3 separate regions of the Rattus norvegicus genome follow, and regions 1 and 3 are each linked to region 2. The links are chromatin contacts, called in public HiChIP or PLAC-seq maps. All regions are on one chromosome and are shown on one strand. The core of a region is the stretch at or near the end of the contact, and the rest is flanking DNA. Distances in the headings are between cores, read along the strand shown. Region 1 has its middle 47 kb from the start of Sox6. Region 2 overlaps Sox6 (SRY-box transcription factor 6). Region 3 has its middle 340 kb from the start of Trnav-aac35.

Evidence for each region. HiChIP or PLAC-seq counts read pairs in DNA pulled down with a chosen protein or histone mark.
Region 1: a contact with region 2 is called in an H3K27ac HiChIP or PLAC-seq map of oligodendrocytes, with 16 times the contacts expected there. The contact joins two enhancer-like sites. A contact is called at or near these places in 5 of 12 Hi-C or Micro-C datasets (Schwann cells, hepatocytes, liver and 2 more) and 1 of 1 datasets of contacts at active chromatin or transcription factors (oligodendrocytes).
Region 3: a contact with region 2 is called in an H3K27ac HiChIP or PLAC-seq map of oligodendrocytes, with 4 times the contacts expected there. The contact joins two enhancer-like sites. A contact is called at or near these places in 1 of 12 Hi-C or Micro-C datasets (kidney) and 1 of 1 datasets of contacts at active chromatin or transcription factors (oligodendrocytes).

The regions. Positions count from the first base shown.
Region 1 is chr1:179,711,164-179,714,256 of GRCr8, reverse strand. It overlaps a transcript of Sox6 not described here. Among named protein-coding and RNA genes, the nearest start is that of Sox6, 47 kb to the right of the region's middle. Within about 2 kb of position 1,441, at least 17 of the 93 cell types and tissues checked have an H3K27ac peak or open chromatin away from gene starts, as enhancers often do.
Region 2 is chr1:179,342,376-179,345,743 of GRCr8, reverse strand. The region is part of intron 5 of Sox6 (SRY-box transcription factor 6); the gene reads left to right. Among named protein-coding and RNA genes, the nearest start is that of Trnav-aac35, 46 kb to the left of the region's middle. Within about 2 kb of position 1,388, at least 12 of the 93 cell types and tissues checked have an H3K27ac peak or open chromatin away from gene starts, as enhancers often do.
Region 3 is chr1:179,046,472-179,049,372 of GRCr8, reverse strand. No RefSeq gene overlaps it. Among named protein-coding and RNA genes, the nearest start is that of Trnav-aac35, 340 kb to the left of the region's middle. Within about 2 kb of position 1,327, at least 4 of the 93 cell types and tissues checked have an H3K27ac peak or open chromatin away from gene starts, as enhancers often do.

The DNA of each region.
Region 1 (3,093 bases), core at 192-2,691, 370 kb before region 2:
CCTATTTACAAATTTCCTTTTATTTATTTATTGCTGGCCAAATACTGGAGGCCGCAGCTGGTGTCAGCCAGACCTGGTTTAAGCTTTCATATAACTCAAAATAGGTCCCAAGTGTCCTTTTTCTTAAACAATTCTTCTTTTGTAAAGCATCATATTTAAATAACATTTATGTACCCAAGCAGCAGTGAAAAATCTCAGAGGTGTTCTCAGGGCAGCTCTCTGAGGAGGACCTTTGGGATGGCTTTGTAAGATGCCTCCAAGCCTTGAAGCCACTTGTCCAGGAATAACAAAGAGCGACTGCAGTAGGTTGGGGCAAGATTCAGCAAGAGGGCTGAATATCCACAGCAAATATATCTGCAGAGCAGTGAGTGAAAATGGGCTTCAGAAATGAAAGCAGGTGAAGCAATTAACAGCACACCATTGTTTTACCAAACCTATTCTTAAGGTGCCTGGAAGCCCTAAGTTTTCGGGAAATGGGACTCAGCTTTCACAGCAGACAACTATGCTGCCTCAACGTTCCGCCCCTGTTCTGGGTTCTCATCTTGAGACCTCTGCTTATGGCATCTCTAAGTACCTTTGTCTCCCGTTGAAGAGCAAAGCAAAGGAACCCAAGAGAGGCCGAGTCGGCCAGGAGCCATGTTCTCCGTCTTATAGGAGCTGAGGACGTGTCTTTCTCAAGCTAACTACCCATTCTCTGCCTGGGTAGTTAGTGATAAAAGTTCTATCTTGGATCTGTTCTCTAATCCCAGGTTTGTAGTCTAGTGAGAGAACGCAGCGCACCGGGTACTGGCACTAGCAGGTGTCTCTCTGCCATCTCCTGACTCGGGTTTCCCAGTAGTACGGCTTCCCGGACTCCTCTGCTCCAGGGGGACCTTCGTGGACTTTTTCTTTTTTTCTGTCCCAGAGGTTGTCCTGGCTGCCAGCTCCATCTGCTTGATGGATCTTGGTGGCTCTGAGCCCAGCGCACTCTTGCGCTCCACCTCAAGGTGGCGACCGAGGCACGTAAACAAAGACTGCACTGGCGGTTGGCACCCGTGGCCTCATCCACGAATCCCAGTTTCCCAGCTGCTCCTCAGAGAGCTGAATTGACTGTTAAGGGGGCCCTTGTAGACGGGTCGTTGGGCCGGAATGTCAGCCGTGCGTTCGTGCGTGACTGACTTAGTGACTCTGTGTGTGTGTGTGTGTGTGTGTGTGTGTGTGTGTGTGTGTGTGTACACGCTCGCGCGCGCGTCTGTGTATCCGCCGAAGCAGGCAGAAGCGCTTCTAGGATGGAAACTCTAGCCCCAACCCGTTTGGGACGCTGGAGGTTTCCTGGAATCACCTGAGCCTGCAGGCTCCCGCGACCCGGCTGGCCCGCTGGCCGGGGCTCCCGCCCACTATGTGTCCCGAGTACCCTGGGTCAGTGAGCAACTGGCGGGACTGCCACAAACAGCAGGTTTGCAGATCTCTGTTCAGTGACACCACGATTTATGAGTGGCTCTGGAAAATACAGCTCTTTGCTGCGCTGGAGTCCTCTAGGGTGCGCGCAGGCCGACCCTAGGGGTAGGGATAGTTGTGGGCGGGGAAGAGAGACAGTGAAAGAATAAGCATGCGACAGTCATACAGTCTTACCTCTGGGACGAAGGACACGGTTCCTAGAACTGCGATCTTCACGGCCAGTGTGCAGCCCAGCTGTTTCTCCCGTAGGCGCTTCCCGCCTAACACCGCCTTCTGACTAACTTGGATAGGGCTTGAGTTGCCCCCTCCTTTTTTCCTCCCCTTCTTTTCCTTTCCAGACATCGCTTTAACTCAACCCAGGGCATATCCAGAAGTCAGTTCCGTATAGCGCTTCCATTCAGTCCTGGGGGGGTGGGGGGAAATCCGGTATACAGTTTCTCGTAGGCAGATGGAAGATCTAGATGGTTACAGGACTTTGGAGGGGTGCGTAGGAATGGCACGGGGTGTTGGTGGCAGCGAAAGACGGTTTCTTTTGGGTCTTCGCACTGCCGCAGGTAAGGCTCTCAGATTACAGCTGCCCTCCTGTCGAGTCACAGTGGTGGGCAAGCGGAGGGCGCTCTGCTGTAGAGAGGGGAGTGGAGGAGGGTGGAGTGGGAGAAATGGGCTCTGGACAGGCTCCACCGGCACGCATTGTCTTGGTTGGTGTCTGTGCTTGGCGCTCAGCTGATGTCTTTGGGAGCTTTTGAACAAGGTAGACCCTCCAATACCCTCCCCCACTCTCTAGACTGTGTTTCAAAAGACGCGAATAGCTCTAAAATAAGTTTAAATTTTTTTGTCTGACTTTCCGTTCGAGATGTAAAAAGGATTAAATAAATGAAACTTTATTTGACTGTGGAGTTTATCCAGAGACTCAGCGACATCTCTGGTCTTTGGCCTTATTCTAATTCTATGGTAGTAATTACCCTTCGTTTCTTTAAGTGCGATAGATTTATTGCCTTAGAGACTATGCACAGTTTGATTGAATTATTCATTTTTTTCTTTGGTGTAGACTGCATCTGGGGACTCTGATGTGACGTGTAGATTTTTTTTCAGGAACAAAGGGAATGTGGAAATGAAAGAGAGAGGGAGAGAGAGGCTGGCAGATGTAATGAGACGCGGTGAAGGTGTACGCAGACGGGCACTCCCACGCCTCCTCCCTTCGGCTCTCACTGCAGCCCTGGGTAACTCGCAGGCTAACACAAACAGCTTTTCTCCCGCAGCCTGCCCTCTGTCACTGTAAGTACATCACCCTTCTCTTATCAGCATGCAGATTCCAGCCACGCACTCCCTCGCCTTGGCTTTGCACCTTTGACAGCAAAAGCACATTGGGAAATGAACTTTCCTAAGCTAGGAAAGGCATGTTTATAAAACTTACTTTTTATTTATCTTTATTGTTTTTTGAAAACAGAAGTTCATGTATTTTTACCACTTTCCTTACCTTCTTTGTGACGGTGCTCTGTTGCTCCTGTCACTGTGGCTGTGCTTTTCTCAACTGGATGTTGCTCAGATTCAAATGAAATTTAATGTTATTCTCCATCCGCTTAAAGTCCAGGCGCATGCCTTGTCCTTCTGCGAAATGACATCTTAAAGGACGAAGAATATTATTCACGGTTTGCT
Region 2 (3,368 bases), core at 139-2,638:
AGAAGTCATGGGCATGGAGTTATTTGCAAAGAACAGAGGCAAGTCCACATGCAAAGTGCCCAACCCTGCCCTGATGGCTCTGCCCTGGAGCCCTTCTCAGCCTTCCAGTGCCCAGTTTTGTTTTGTTTTTTTCCTGTGCTACCAATTGTAATTATATGGGTTTCATATGGGCAAAATTAGCTGGCAGATTATGACGCTAACTTTTATGAACTGATGTGGGGGAAAGAGCTTTAAATTAATCTTAAATATGACTTTTGATTTCCATTTTAAACCAAAAAATAAATTAACTGTTAAACATAAATTCTTATATATTTACTGTTTTTTTCCTTTGGTATTGAGCTTGAAGAGGGATTTATAAAAGTTATAAAATAAATGATCTATTTTAGTTAATTTTTCCGGGTTCTACAGATTCTGACCAAAAAAGGCTAGAGGGGGGATTCTGAACTATTATAATAAAAGATGGTATTTGAAAACTTTTGATGAGGGAAATTGCCACCATATTTACATTTAAAAAACTGTTTCCTCATTTACACACTATTGACTTCCTATTGAGGCTCAAAATTTTAACTACAACTGGTAAAGAATTCAATGGATCAAATTCAGTAAATCCAAAGTCACTGGAATAAAGGCCCCTCAGGAAAAAAAAAGTGTCAATTTTAAAGGTCTTTCCTAACTGAAGACCATTTTGTGATAGAGCCAAAGGTTAATAAAATCAGTAGTGAATGTAGCAATTTTACAGATAAGCTATTCACAACAAGTGTAGTTACTTGAATAAAAAGCTAATTCAGTTCTAAAATGCCACATGCAGTAGCAGTGAATAGCTGCTTTTAGGTGCTTTCCAGAGGAGGGTAAAATACAGAATCGCAGCGCGCTCTTCTCTCACTGCGTCCCCGGCCGCCTGTAAATTGCTGTGAATGGGGCTGTGGGCTGACAGGCTCTATTAAGACAAACTGCCTTTCTCATCGGAGAGATAAAATAAATCAGGTGTTTAGTCAAATTAAAATACTTCAGCTGGAGCAGGCCCCGGGGAGCACTGATCCACCTTACTAATCCGAGAGAAACTCAAGACAGATGTGGTTTGGGGATAAAGATGACCCCATGGAAGAAAAAAGGAAAGAAAGGAAAAAGAAAGAAAGGAGAAACCGTGCTGTAGCTGGCAGCCCCATCTCTGTAGCTGGAAGATAGATACAGTTTACGGTGGTGCGCCAGACGCACCCTGTGTGTGACACACAATAAAAGCCGGCGCACTGACTTGGAGGAAAGCTGTGTACAGAAGCTTTTTTTTTCTGGCTCCCTTCCTGTGGTTTATGAAACTACCTCTGGCTTTGTGTGGGAGGCAGAAGAGGCTATTTTCTGGCAGTGCGTCTGAGAGAGTCATTTTAAGACAGTCTAAAGATGTGAAACAGATGACTTCAGGCAACCGATGACCTCTGCTGGCCCGCTGAGATGGGGCTCATCCCAGGCTCCCGTCTTATTTATTATTTATTTATTTACGTATTTATTTAATCTCAGTTGATTTGGTCAAATCTCAAAGCATGATTTAGGGTAAGATTTCCCCACATATTCTTAACTTAATTGAAGAAGCATCTTACAATCATCTGCCATCCCTAACAGTCCTGACTGTACTAAGGGGTCCTGTACACCCCTTTGGCTGCCTCCTCTTTCAGCCACTTTGAGCATTCTAGTTTCTCTGTAATGTGGAATCTCGGTTCAACTAAATGGGTCTGGGAATGAAGTAACTTGGACTCTCAGGTTGGCTGGATCACTATGACTCACAATTGATATTATTTTTATTACAGCAGGGTAGGTAAACACTTCATTAATTTAAACAGAAAATCTATTAGCATAGGTTCAAATACTGAGCTTTAAATTAATTGTGCCAAATGTATATAATGTATGGAATAGAAAGGTTGCCTTCTCCAACCTATGCATTTAGAGAACATAAACTATTGTACTGTTTGAATGTGTTACTCCCTAATCTGAACCCAAGCTATACCTACATTGCTATACAGAGGATTTCTCATTCTAAAGGAATTTTACATTTCACCCAGCGCCATTTGTTGTGACTCATAGCTGTACCAACAACTATCTGTTAATTATCTACCTGTCATCCAGCTATCACCTATTGCCCATCATTTAGATCTATTTAGCTATCATTTACTATCTAGTGCCCATCACATACAATCTATATCTGTCTAGCTATGTATCATTTATTATGTGCCATCTGTCTACATATATGCCTACCAGTCACCTATCAATTATCTATCATCTATCTGTCTTATTATACCTTTCTATTATATTATATCAATCAATTATAAACTATATATCACCTATCAATGGATCAATCAACCTATGGATAAATCTTACTTAAGTAAAATGTGGGGGAAAAATGTGACTCTTTTTTAGTGACAATGATATATGAGTACCAGAACCCTTAACTTACAAATCCTACTGTCTCCTTGTTTTATTTTCCTTAAAAATATGGCTAAGTGCAATGGAAGAGTTTTTAAATCACACTTAATGTTTACAGTCAAATGGTTTCACTGTCTTTACACTCTGTAAAATGATTCATCTAACTGGTGTTATTTGGTAAACTTAGGTCACATAATGGAGTTACCCAGACATTTACAGATAGCACTGTTGGCTCCTACTTGAACAGGAAGCTGCTGTTTAAGACCACCTCAGCTTCTCTGATTACCAAGCGGAAGAGAAAGAGAAATTAATGACAGGTGGTTGAGAAGGCTTTAAAACTGGAGAAGGAAGAATTTCATATTCATGGAAAAATAAAAATCCAACCTGTGTGCCTTTGGTCCTTACCCAAAACACTCTGCGGGGTGCTTTATTATCCAAGAACAGTGGTAGGGCAGCCGACACAGTGGTCAGCAAGCCTCCCAACTCACCTCATAGAGTCAAGTAAAGGAGAAAACTACAGTGTATTAAAGATAGGCAGTAAAAGGTGTACACTTTTTTTTATTGATTTCAGAACTTTCCAGCCTGTTCCCCACACCATGGCCAGCGTGCCCTCCTTGCTCCAACTGTTAGTGTTGTTGCATTATTCTCAGAATGGAGAGAAAGCTCATCAAACCTGTTCTATGTGGAATGACATTTTCTGCCTCTTTATCCTCTTTCCTTATTCATATTTAATCATCTTTATTTAATCTCTAAACATACCAAAGCCTGTATACCCCACCACGCAGGTGCAGAGACGAAGTCTATATTGTCTATATTGTTTTTTCCTTCTGAAAAGCTCTTGATCATGTATACTCCTACCCACAACCCTCCCCTTATCTGTAGTTCCCTTGCAGTGGTAATGTTTCATATTTTCTGGAAAGTTCTTTGATCAAAAGAACTTATGATCAAAAGTTCTT
Region 3 (2,901 bases), core at 78-2,577, 300 kb after region 2:
TTACAGTTGACCTATTCAAATCTGACAGTTGGGGGGTGAACTGCTTAGAAAGATCAGCCTTAGCAAATGGTGATGGGCAATCTGTGGAGGTAAAGGGAGGAGCAGTACAATACCGGGAGGCACTTCAGAAGCGGTTCTTCCTAGCTCTATTTCTTGTCTAGCTTGCCCTGCTTGATCTCAGGCCTTGGGTCCTGGCTGTCTACTTTGGACCCCCAGGTGGCCCCATGGGTCCCAGTTTGACCCTCAGATAGCTCTCTGCTGCCCCCATCTGGCCAAGCAGCCCATGCCACGGTTCATTTGCAGGACCTGGCCCAGAGCTCCCAGAACATTGCTGCCAGGAATATAACTCCTGTTACTGGACAAGATTCAGAACACATATTCTGTGGTGAGCAGGTTCATGTCTATAAGTGCTCACAAGTGACATTGCACGAACATTCAATAGTGATACTACTATTGCTGGTTCACCAGGGGAGGCCCAAAGCAGAGAAATGAGGTGTCTTTAGGGTATGAGCTATGAGTGTTGATTAAGTGCTTACTTGTTCTCTATTAAGATCTGGGACTCTTGCCTTTGGGCCATTTTTGCCCAGATCCTACAGGAAGTCAGAGCTTGACATGGGGGGAGACTGCCAAGGCGTATTGTAAGGTATGGTTTGCCTCAGGGTAGGCAGGGTTGGAGGAATGCGAGGAACAGGAGAGGTAGCCATGCTAAGGACTGTATCATTGTGGACTAAGGCCAAAGGGAGAGGCAGAGCTTTGCTTGGGAAATGGGAGGCAGGGGATCTTGGAGCCAGAAGCACAAAAGGCCACAAAAGGAGCAAGGGGCACCAGCTCAGGGTCTAGTGCTCAAAGTGATGGCTGGCATGGTGGCTTAGGACTGCCTGGGTGTGTCTCTTAGTTTCCTTAAATGGGTAGGGTTCTTTCTGGCCCAAGACATCATTCCAACTTGACAGCATTTGAGGGTTAAGTCTCCGTCTCTTAGAAAAGTCCTATTAAGGAAAACCCACTGGCATCTTTCAAGCCCAGAGCAAGGCCGGGAGGAGTGGCAGCCAGACAGGGTGGTTTCTAATGGAGGCACAGTGAGATGGGAAAAGCTAGGTCAGGGGTGCAGCTGGCAGCTGCAGGAGGGAGAGTCTGAGAGAGGTTGGGGAGAGCCAAATGCAAGCTTCTCCCACTTCCCATTTTAGCCCGGGGCCAGCCGTGGGCACAATGATAGCGTTTTCACAGAACAATTCTCAGGAAGGCTGGTGGGGGACAGAGCAAGGCTATCTGTTTGCACAAGTGAGTGTATCCGAATGGCCTGGTGGAAGCAGCAGAAGTTGTGAGTGGGTTTGGAGCATGCACAGAATGTGAGACCAGGGGTGGGTGTGAGAGCTGGGCGTATGTTGTGTACGTGTGCTCTCAGTCTCAAAAGTTTCATAAATCTTGTAAGACACCTCCATGTCCTAAATGTTTCCTGTCTACGTACATAGCCATAGCTGAACTCTCTTTAGAGACCACTGCAAAGATATGAGTCAAAGTGGTATGGAAGCCTTCTGGGGAAGCGTCACTCAGATCTATGACAAACAGCAGACGACCATAAGGCCAGAGAGATTCAGTGTAAGGAGAGGTGAGAACCTGACCCAAAAGCTACTTATATTTTCAACAAAAATGTCCCTGTAGACCCACTTCCCTTATGGCCTTTTTTTTTCCTGGACTGTGAAGTGCTTAATTCAGGTTATCTCTGTATTCATTGGCTCTAACCAGATCCTAAGTCTGAGGGTGTAACTGTGGAAAGTATCCTTCCTGTCATCCTCATGGGGGACTTTTAGCCAATGGAGAAGTGAGTCTGACATTGTCAGTCTTATTGCAGTCACCCTTCATTAACAATAACTTGCAGCTACTCCTCTTAGCAAATAAAGTTGGTCCAGGATCAGGAGCTGTGCAGAAATTGACACAATAAAAGACATGTCTAGAACTGAACGTTGTGACACATACCTTAAGTTCCAGCCCTAATAACTGAGTTATTTGGGTCTTGAGTTTGAGGCCAGCCTGAGACTATGCTTTAAAGAAAATATCTAGTGTAGGGATGGATATAATTTTGGTCTCCATGGAAAACCTGTTAAAAGCAGGAAATTGAATGAAGAATGAATAAACTGATAGATATGTGTGAAAATGAAAAATTATTTTTTGGAACTCTGTCAGTGTCAAAAATTATGTACTGGAAAATGACTTGTTCTTCCTTTGCACATGCATGTGTGTACTTGTACACATGTGTGAGGCACATGTGCCATCTGTGTGTATGCCTATTGCAGCCAGAGGTCAGCCTGGGGTATCATTCCTTAGGTGTCATCTACCTAGTTTTTAAGACAGGATCCCTCACTATCCTGAAACTCTCTGATTTGGCTGGCCAACCTGTGAGCCACAGGCATCCATCCTCCTGCCTGCACCTCTCCAGAAACTGGATTGTAAGACTTTTACATAGGTGTTCAGGGGAATCAAACTCACTTCTCCATGCTTATGAAGCAACCATTTGACTGGGTACACCATCTTTATAGTCTGACATATAATTTTTGAAAATAAAAATATTAAGAGAGATGTACAGAAACCTTTTTAAAGGGTTCTAGAATTAGAAGATATCCGCAAAGTATATTATCTCCGTGAGTCTTTGGGAAAGTCTGAGGCACCCATGGCAGAGTCCTTACCCAGCCTGGTTCAGGCACGAGGTAGTTCAGCTACTTTTGAGTATTTCCAGCAACTAGTAGAAATGGTAGCTCAGGTCAGACATGTGCACAATGTGAAAGAAATCTCAAATGGTAAGCCCAGAACAGAACCAGACAGCAGCAGGGATGCTGAAGGGTGCTCCCTGTGGGTGGTTAAGGGCCGCTTCTGAACTAGTTTGCTTTTGTTTGGTTTTGGTCTTGT